2 separate regions of the Sus scrofa genome follow, and region 2 is linked to region 1. Evidence: chromatin contacts called from public Hi-C data. All regions are on one chromosome and are shown on one strand. The core of a region is the stretch at or near the end of the contact, and the rest is flanking DNA. Distances in the headings are between cores, read along the strand shown.

Region 1 (4,506 bases), core at 695-3,194:
AACTGCTTTAAACTAAGTCTAATAGCCCACAATTCTCCTGCAATTCATTTCATGTTGACCCCTGTAGTCAGAGGCACCAAATAGTCTTGATACAACTACATAGAGCGCCATTTTAATCACAGTGACACCCCCTGAGAGTTAATAGTGTGGTAATATGATTGGGAAGAGTTGTTTCCAAAAGAATGTGAATTCTATAGATGTATAAAAACCACCTATGGGAGTTCCCGTCGTGGCGCAGTGGTTAACAAATCAGACTAGGAACCATGAGGTTGCAGGTTCGGTCCCTGCCCTTGCTCAGTGGGTTAATGATCCGGCGTTGCCGTGTTGTAGGTGGTGTAGGCTGCAGACGCGGCTCGGATCCCGAGTTGCTGTGGCTCTGGCATAGGCTAGTGGCTACAGCTCCGATTGGACCCCCAGCGTGGGAACCTCCATATGCCGCTGGAGCGGCCCAAGAAATAGCAAAAAAAAAAAAAGACAAAAAAAAAAAAAACAACCCAAAAAACAAACAAAAAAAACCACCTATGATGTGTAATCAGTACCGCCAGTCAGCCACAGAACAGCCCCGGATGAATAAACTGCCACCAGCTGGAAACAAAATGTGTTGCCTCTAAACACAGCCTTCTGGTTCAGGTGGTCTTCATTACAGGACTTCTAGTGTAACCCTCAAGTCAGCTGAACCCTTGCAGAATGAAGATGAGAATCAGAAGCAAGTGAAAGTTACCTAATATTCTTTTGCTGTAACTTTTGAATACACATAATTTTTAATTTAGGGTCATTGTCGCAGAAGAAAAATCAAGTACTACAATTAGTGTGCTTATACTGAGTTGTCCCCAGTGTTAAGATAATCATCGTAAAGATAATCTGGTAAAGATTTTTTTGGGGGAAAAAAAAAACACCACACCACCACCAGAGTGCTGGTTTACTGGGCCAGAAATCCTATTTGGTCTCTCCCCACCCCCACCCACCAGCTTTTTATTTCCATTTAGTTTTATCCAAAAGAATTTACATTCTTGTTCAGTTATATCACTCAAGTGGAGTATTTCACCAACACTACCTTCTCACTGGGGTCTTTGGCATTTTTTAGAAATCCTAACTAAAAGTGACCATTTAGACAGATTCTAACAGAATTACTCTGTTTATTTACTCTTTTTTTAACAAAATTCTGCTAATGTTGAGAAGTGATGGGCTTAATGGTGAAAGCGCACCATGTGATGGACAAAATAACTGCCTGCCTCAAGAAAGCACTTATGACCATTCTGCAGCCACTGAGTGACCTTGGCTAGAAACCAATGGCTGCGTGGGGCAAGAAAGGAAGTACCGTGGGGGCCCAGGGCTTCTGCACTTGGTGAAACGCTGACTTCCAATATAAGGCCTTGCGATGCTCGTCTAATGAATGGCAAACAGCAACACTGACTCACCCAGAAAACTGTAAAGATACGAAACGAAGCGGGGAAAGGCGGCGGGCGGGGGTGGTGTGGTATGGTGGTTAAACCCTCTGCAATAGGAAGTGCCACAAGAGCACCGAGGTAAGGATGTGGCCCTGCGGGAGAGGGGCCTCGCGTTTTCCCTCTCCGGTCTCGCTTCCAGGCCATCAGCACCGACTCCTCCGCTCTCGGTGAGGCAGCTCGGTTCCCCGTAGGTGGAAAATCTGCGGGCTGCTGCCGGGATCGCGGCGATGATGGAGGGAGCCGGCGCTGCGTAGGCCTAACCGTTCCCGCGCCCTCGCTCCGGCTCAGCCCGGCCCTCCCTCTCCCGCCCCGGTTAAGTGGCCTCACCAGGGGGCAAAGAACTCCACGAGCATGAGCCCCGCAGAGCCCGTGTCGGAGATGCGACTCTCGAAGTTGTCGTCGGTGAGTTCCAGCACGTCGGAGGCAGCGGCGAGGCGGGCGGCGGCGAGAAGAAGCGCCACGCCCGGGAACAGCGCTAGGCGGCAGAGGCGCATGGCGACCAGCTGAGGCGGGGGCGGCCAGGAGGGTCAGGGTTCGGCGGGGACTGCGGAGGCCGTGCCGGCGACCACTCACCCTCTGCCTCAGCTCGCGCGTCTGACCCAGGCGGACCTGCAGCCGGAGGTCCCAACCCCCCAGCCCGGCTGGGCCGCAGTGTGGCAGCCGCTGATTGGCTGCGCGGCGCCTGCGTCGGGCGGGCGGGACCAGCTGGTAACCGCCGAGTGGTCGAAGCGCGGGGCGGGGCTGAGGCGGCAAGCGCCTGGCGAGCTGGGCTGGGAGGGGGCCCGGGCTGGGGGCTGGTGTTCCGGGTGGGCCGGGGGCGAGCCGGAACCCCGGGAGAGGGCGGGACCGGGCGGAGCTGGGCGTGGGGCGCAGCGAGGCTAGGAACCGACCTTGAGCTCGTCCCGCGTGGGGAGAGCAGAGCTCAGGGGGGGTGCCAGAGCCGGAGACTGGGATAGCGAACTCAGGGCTGAGTGAGCGGAAGAGAGCCCGGCCTGAGGTGAGGCCCAGAATCGGGAACTGAGAGAAGGAGCTGGCGCCTGAGGCAGCAAGTTGGAGTGGATACTCGGGACGGGATACCTTTTCAAAATGTCAGGCTGTTGCATTTTGTCCAATTCCTCTTAACTTGGTTTTTCATAGCGGGCAGTCCTAAGCCCTCCCATTCCTCCCATCATTGCATTCATGACCCGATTCCCTCAGGTCCAGGTGGTGCCGGAATTCCTCTTTGTCCAGCTCAGGACTCCTGCTCTTTGTTGGCTGCTGCTTTTAACTAGAAATGCTGTCACACAAGTAAAGGTACCTGTCCATGTAGTCAACTGCGCAGATTCTCTGTTATGACTCCTTTTGTTTCAGAAAGCCTTGCGTCTAGGTATATAACATTTGTCTTCTTAAGGGCAAAGAGGTTGGGAGGAGGGAAAGAGAACCTCTAAGCTGTGGTGCAACTCCAGCTTGAAATGAAATAACACTCGATTCTTTCATGTTCTTAACAGACATGGCCACTTACGGCCCAACAGGACACATGCAACTGCCCCGAGCTGATGCCATTCGTTCCCGTCTGATTGATACTTTCTCTCTCATCGAGCACCTGCAAGGCTTGAGCCAAGCTGTGCCACGGCACACCATCCGAGAGATACTTGGTCAGCAGCCTCTTTCTTCCCTAGGATGAATTTAAGTCTCCTGTTCACACCACCAATGAGTAGGAAGCAGAGGGAGAATTTTAAAGGTGGAAAATTCAGGGGAGATTGGTTTGGCTGCTAGTTTGGAAGTTACACCAAACTTTTTTTTGGCCAAACTCTTGGCATCTGGAAGTTCCTGGGCCAGGGATCCAACCCTCGTCACAGCAACCATCCGAGCCATTGCAGTAACAATGCTGGATCCTTAACCCACTGAGCCACAGGGAACTCATATACCAAGCTTGATAAATCAAAGTGTTTATAAATAAAACTCTGAATACAGGAGATAGAACCCATGTCATTCACTTTTAGGCTTAGAATAACTACCAACCCTGGCTAACTAGGAGATTTTTACCAAAGACACTTAGGTTGAACCTATGGCCTTTGTTCTTGGTCATGGACAGTGTTAGTCCTAAGAGATAGGTTAGTTCTTACTCCAAACTAATATCAGTTGCTGTATGAGGGAGCAGCAAGGTAAGCCCCTGCACTGGGGCCCCATTATGTAACCAGCATTCCTGCCCTCAATCCTACCAGCAGCTCTTCATACTCCCAAAGACTACTCTTTATTATATTTATCCAATGTCTTCTCCCCACCCTTTTTTTAAATTTTTGGTGTAGATCCTTCCCGTCAGAAGAAACTCATGTTGGGAGATCAACACCAGCTTGTGCGCTTCTCCATAAAGCCTTGTCACGTAGGACGGATCACACATGGCCAGAGGCTGATGAGTACCCTTCGAGTGCGCTGTAGCCAGAGGCCCCCTCTTTCCTTGTGGGCTGGATGGGTTCTTGAGTGTATCCTTTCATGCCTCTCATTTTTAATCCATGCCTTTACTGTCTCTCTTGCCTCATCATCTGCCTAATTTGACTAATTTTTCCCTTCTCAAACTCCATTTTCTTCTCATTCTCACTGGTTTTATTCTTGCCCTAATCATGTGGCCTGTGTATATCAAAAAGAACTCTATTCTGTATGTTTTCTTAAGAGAAAACAGGTCCTCTCTTCACAAACTTCATCATCTTCCTCATCTTTTTGAACACGATTGTACTGATGGTTGAAATAGGTGAGAACTGACATTGGATGAAGGGGTGGGAGTCATTTCTCCTTTAAAATGATCATTTTGCATATTTGAATGTTACTTGAGATGTGATAGGGACAATTACATTGTCTCTTGGAGCAGGATTTGTACAACTGCTAAGACCTAGAAACATTTGGAGGGTGCTCGAGAGTAGTGGATATAAGGAAGTCTAGACACTTAGAGGTAGGGTGTAATAGACTCACAAGGTATTGAAGATTGGAAAACCACTTATATTTCTTGTATCAGGTTAGTCTAATATTTCAGTTAATCTTTTCTATTAAGAGATATTGGTTCCTATCACCAAGTGACCCGACA
Region 2 (4,506 bases), core at 1,196-3,695, 140 kb after region 1:
TTGCCACTGAGCTTCAAAACTGTTTCCAGAAGAAAACCATGAAGTGAATTAGGGTTTGATGAATAGTGTCTGTGAGCTAGAACTAACTGAGGTTCTTTTGCTTAGAGAACTCTGTGAGGAGACCTCAGAAAAAAACCTCTAAAACTAAAAATGTAGCATTTATGTTCATCGTTTGATTGGTAGAAATATACTATGGAATTATTGGACTAGATGAGATGATCCCAGTCTTATGAGAATTTGTCCAGGTTTAAAAATTACTAATTAAATACAATATGACTGGAAATGGCTTTAAGTTCTAGAATAAAGAATTTGATGATTAGAAGAAAAATTTCTGACAATGAGGTCTGTTAAACTTCAAAGTGAGTTAGATAGGGTCTGATGGAATTTTCTTGTCTGGGAGGACTTTAGAGGTAGATTAAATTTCTGTGAGGTAGCTTAGGTTAAGATGCACTTGTAGCTATGCAGATAGGCAGATGATACTTTTCATTCTAATAGTCAATAAAGGACTTTGGCTCACATAAATGTAATCAGTTACAACCTTAGTGGGAAACCATCCTGCCTGCATTTTCTGATCTTTTTGGGTAATTTAATGATCAAACTGCCTAACAAGGCATTTACACTTTTTCTTCACAGATTTTTTTACGGCTCTTGTTTTATTTAGTAATGGGAATGGTTGGGGTTATTTATCTGGTTTTAGTCATGCCAACTGAGGTTTAATTTACCCTTATTAATGTACAGTTTTATAAGTTTTGACAAACACATATAGTTGTTTGTCAAATAATCAAGAAAGTCTACTCATTTATGTCTTGCTTGGAAATGGGAAATGCAATGGCAGGACAGAGAAGAGCAAACACAGTGATTTTTGAAGAATTTTTATGAGAATATAGGTCAAGATTTGCCTACAACAGGACTTAGTTGTTTATGCCCTCTCAAATAGAGCAGATGAATTCACTTTTTCTACCTGGTATAGTTAATATTGACCTAACCTGGTCCTTTTAGGATTAAATTATTTGATCACTGGTCTTCTGCAGCATTAGGAGTGAAGGAGAGAGATATCAATTACAAATGATTTCAAGAGTAAGAAGTGGAGTGTGTCTCTGGGTGCTCTGTTCCAATTTTTGATCCACTAATAATACATTCCGGGGACCCTAATTATATTCTAGTTATAGCAACAGTAGATTGTAGATTTTTCAGGACAGTTTCATTTCAAAGAGTCTGTCCTTTTGTTCCCATAAGTAACATATACTCAGATGACATGCTTTGATTTTTGGTTGGAAAATGATCAGTATAATTTGTAACAGCAGGGAGAAGATTGGTAGGAAGCTTCACTTCAGCTTAGCCTGTATCAAGTGTTGAATTGGATATTTATATAATTGGAAAATCATGGTTGGGCTGTGCCTAAGTCATTTTGATCTTGGGGTAGAGAGAAGAAACTACCTTCTATTGAATGCTTACTATGTATATGCTTGGCAGTGTGGTAGGTGCTTTCCCTATTGACAGCTGCTCTGGCTAGAATTCCATCCTAGATCCATCCACCCCTTAAATTAAAAAGCAAAAACAAAACTAAAAAACGACCATATTCCTCATGGGGCCTCATTCATTAATACGAGTCACAGCTGCCACGCCCTCTATAAGACCCTGGCAAGATAATTAGGATAATAGACTCTCAGGGCTTGCAGGGATCATTGAGGTCGTGTAGTTAGCGGGGCGGCAGCTGTTCTCTTCACCACTGAGTCTGGCAGCCACTGTGCTCAATTGTCTCAATCAGAGGTGCAAAAAATATCCGGGGCTATGGTCTCTGTAGGCTGCAATTCCATAAAAGATAGGTCAACCATAAGCAAATGTGAAGCTTGAACTACGTTCCAGACTGGAAAGACAATGGGAAAAAATACGGTTTACCAGGACCCTCAGACAATGCAAATCCAATCCCCCCCCCAAAAAAAAATAATAAAAAGAACTGGCAGAGACGTAATGTGAAGCCCTTGAATTCAGGTAGAGGCCTACAAAAGGGATCCTGTTGACACAGGTAAACCCCAAAGAGTCTTCTCTCTCTTCAGTTTCACCAGCTATGAAATTCTAGCCATTCTGGATCTTCTTCGCCCTTTTAATCAGAAAGCCGGGAAACCCTTTTTCAACAGAAGAGGATGACATGGGGGCCTTAAGGTGCATGAACGATAGAAAATAGGAATTTTCTCCTACGTCTGAGTAGTGGTACAAACAACCGTCCCGGGGGCAGGGCATTATATTTCATGCCCTCTTCAAGGTCCCTTCAGTTCAAGGATACTGTCATTTGTGGCTTACTAGAGGGAGGGCCTGCAAAGTCCAGGCTGCCATGGAAACACGCCGCCGTGTTCCTTTTTCCTACGTGGGGCGGGGCACTCCGCCTCAGCCACCAATCATCCGCAGGCTTTCTTGAGTGGCGGGCAGCATCAGCGAATGGGTGAGCCGATCCCGCGTGACGCGACGGGAAAGGGGGAGTTCGTGGCCGGTGGCGGCGGTGGAGACAGCGGCGACCTGGGGATCGAGCTGGAGGGGCCTGGGGAGCGTGTGGAGATCTCTAGCACGAGCGTGAGGGACCTCCCGCCGGGATGCCTGGTACCGTTTGGAGAAAAGTGGGGGCGTAGTCGGCTATGGGAGCTTGGGTTTCGGGTCTGAAGGGATGGCTGACCGGAGGGGGCGGGGTGGCAAGCATGGCGGCTGTGACGGGGAAAGGGTTGGAGGGCCCTGGTGAGGGGGTGGGGAACCACAAGCTAGTAAGGCTGGGTGGTCGTGAGGAAACGTGAAGAGCTGTGGGGGTCAGACGAACAAAGATTACAAAGCAGCCTTTTGGGGGGCGGTTGAGGCGCCAGAAGGACGAAGGGAGAGTTGTGGGGGATGGAAAAAGGGGCGGAGAGAGAAGAGGTTAGGAAGGAGGGGAAAGGGTGTCTACGGGAAGGTGAGGGAAGGGGGAAAGAAGGATAGGCAGGCTCACTGTAAATAGCTAGGAAATCGGTCATTGGGAGGTATATAGGAAAGTGCTTGCAGCGATTATAATGTTCCAATTAGAAGAGTCCTACACCGGTCCCCTTTTCCAGCTCTTGTACTTCCGCGTCATTATTTAAGCTCGGACTCCGTGAGGAAGGAGTGTAGGTAGCACAGAACTGATCTTTTGTTGTTCCATTCCAGGGGAGCAGATGGACCCTACTGGAAGTCAGTTGGATTCAGATTTCTCTCAGCAAGACACACCTTGCCTGATAATTGAAGATTCTCAGCCTGAAAGCCAGGTTCTAGAAGATGATTCTGGTTCTCACTTCAGTATGCTGTCTCGACACCTTCCCAATCTACAGACACACAAAGAGAACCCTGTGTTGGTGAGTGATAGGTTGCTTGGAAATGATTGAGTAGATTTTTTTTTCCTAGTCTAGATCAACCTGCAAACATAAATACTTAGGAAATCTCACCATCTTTTGGATAAAGTTGATTGGAAAAAATGAAACCAACATGTTCACAGCAATATGTTGCCTTTTAGATTATTCCATATAGAGTGAGTATATTATGTTTGTATAATTTTCTAGGATGTTGTGTCCAATACTGAACAGACAGGTGGAGAAGAACAAGGAGACGATAATAGTAGTTTCAATGAATGTCTGAAAGAAAACAAAGCTGCAGGTGAGGTCCCTTTTGCAAGGGTGCTCTTGTTAGAAGTGGGTGGATTCAAACATTATGGGGCTGTGGTGAATGTATGTAAGAAAGTCTAGCACAGTATCTGGTGCATAGTAGGCACTCACAAGGTTGGTTTTCTAATGTAGACTGATTAGGTCTACATTCCTGAATATATATCAAAAGTTTGGTGGTAGGTGTTCCTGCTGTGGTGCAGCAAGATTGGATGTGTCTCTGCTGCACCAGGGTGCAGGTTTGATCCCTGCCCCCACATAGTGGGTTAAGTATCTGGGATTGCCATAGCTGTGGTGAAGGTCACAAACTGTGGCTGGGATCTGATCCCTGGTCCAGGAACTCCATATGCTTTGGGGTGGCCGAAAAGAAAAAAAAGTTGGTGGTAAATGTCTTTTGTGCTAATATCCAATTATTTTTTTCAGACTCCATGGATTCTTCTCATTTGGACACATGTGGTTCCATCAGTCAGGTCATTGAACAGTTACCTCAGCCAAATAGGACAAGCAGGTATACTACTGTTTGAAGGAATTTATTTAAATTTATTAGTGGATTAATTGTTTTATCTCATCCCAAGGATAAAGGAATTAATCTTATTTTTGTGAATTAGGGAGTAGGATTTGAGGATTTTTTAGCTAGTGTTCTATTGGTACTGAAGGCTGGACTCCTTTTTTCTGAAGGTGGTAACATTCTTACACCTACGTTATTGAAATTGTGACCTGTCTTGTGCATGTGAAACAAAATAAGCACTCCTCATTCTCAGCATAGAATTGACTTATTAGTAGAAAAAATAGTAAAAAAAAAAAAAAAAAAAAAAAGGTAGGTATATTATCAAAACAGGCATTGTTTCTTCCT

Evidence for each region. A called contact is a pair of places that touch in the nucleus more often than the background predicts.
Region 2: a Hi-C map of heart right ventricle shows a contact between it and region 1, with 1.7 times the contacts expected there. The contact joins the promoter of TP53BP1 here to the promoter of PDIA3 in region 1. A contact is called at or near these places in 2 of 47 Hi-C or Micro-C datasets (embryonic fibroblasts and heart right ventricle).

Annotation. Positions count from the first base shown.
Region 1 is chr1:127,812,152-127,816,657 of Sscrofa11.1, forward strand. It overlaps PDIA3 (protein disulfide isomerase family A member 3), which reads right to left and starts at 1,945. Exons shown (of 14, transcript NM_001195112.1): 1 at 1,776-1,945. The coding sequence starts at 1,942. CATSPER2 (cation channel sperm associated 2) reads left to right here and starts at 2,411. Exons shown (of 13, transcript NM_001244270.1): 1 at 2,411-2,741; 2 at 2,936-3,082; 3 at 3,737-3,910; 4 at 4,108-4,176. The coding sequence starts at 2,938.
Region 2 is chr1:127,956,055-127,960,560 of Sscrofa11.1, forward strand. It overlaps TP53BP1 (tumor suppressor p53-binding protein 1), which reads left to right and starts at 2,446. Exons shown (of 26, transcript XM_021096946.1): 1 at 2,446-2,595; 2 at 3,166-3,350; 3 at 3,555-3,648; 4 at 4,077-4,161. The coding sequence starts at 2,589.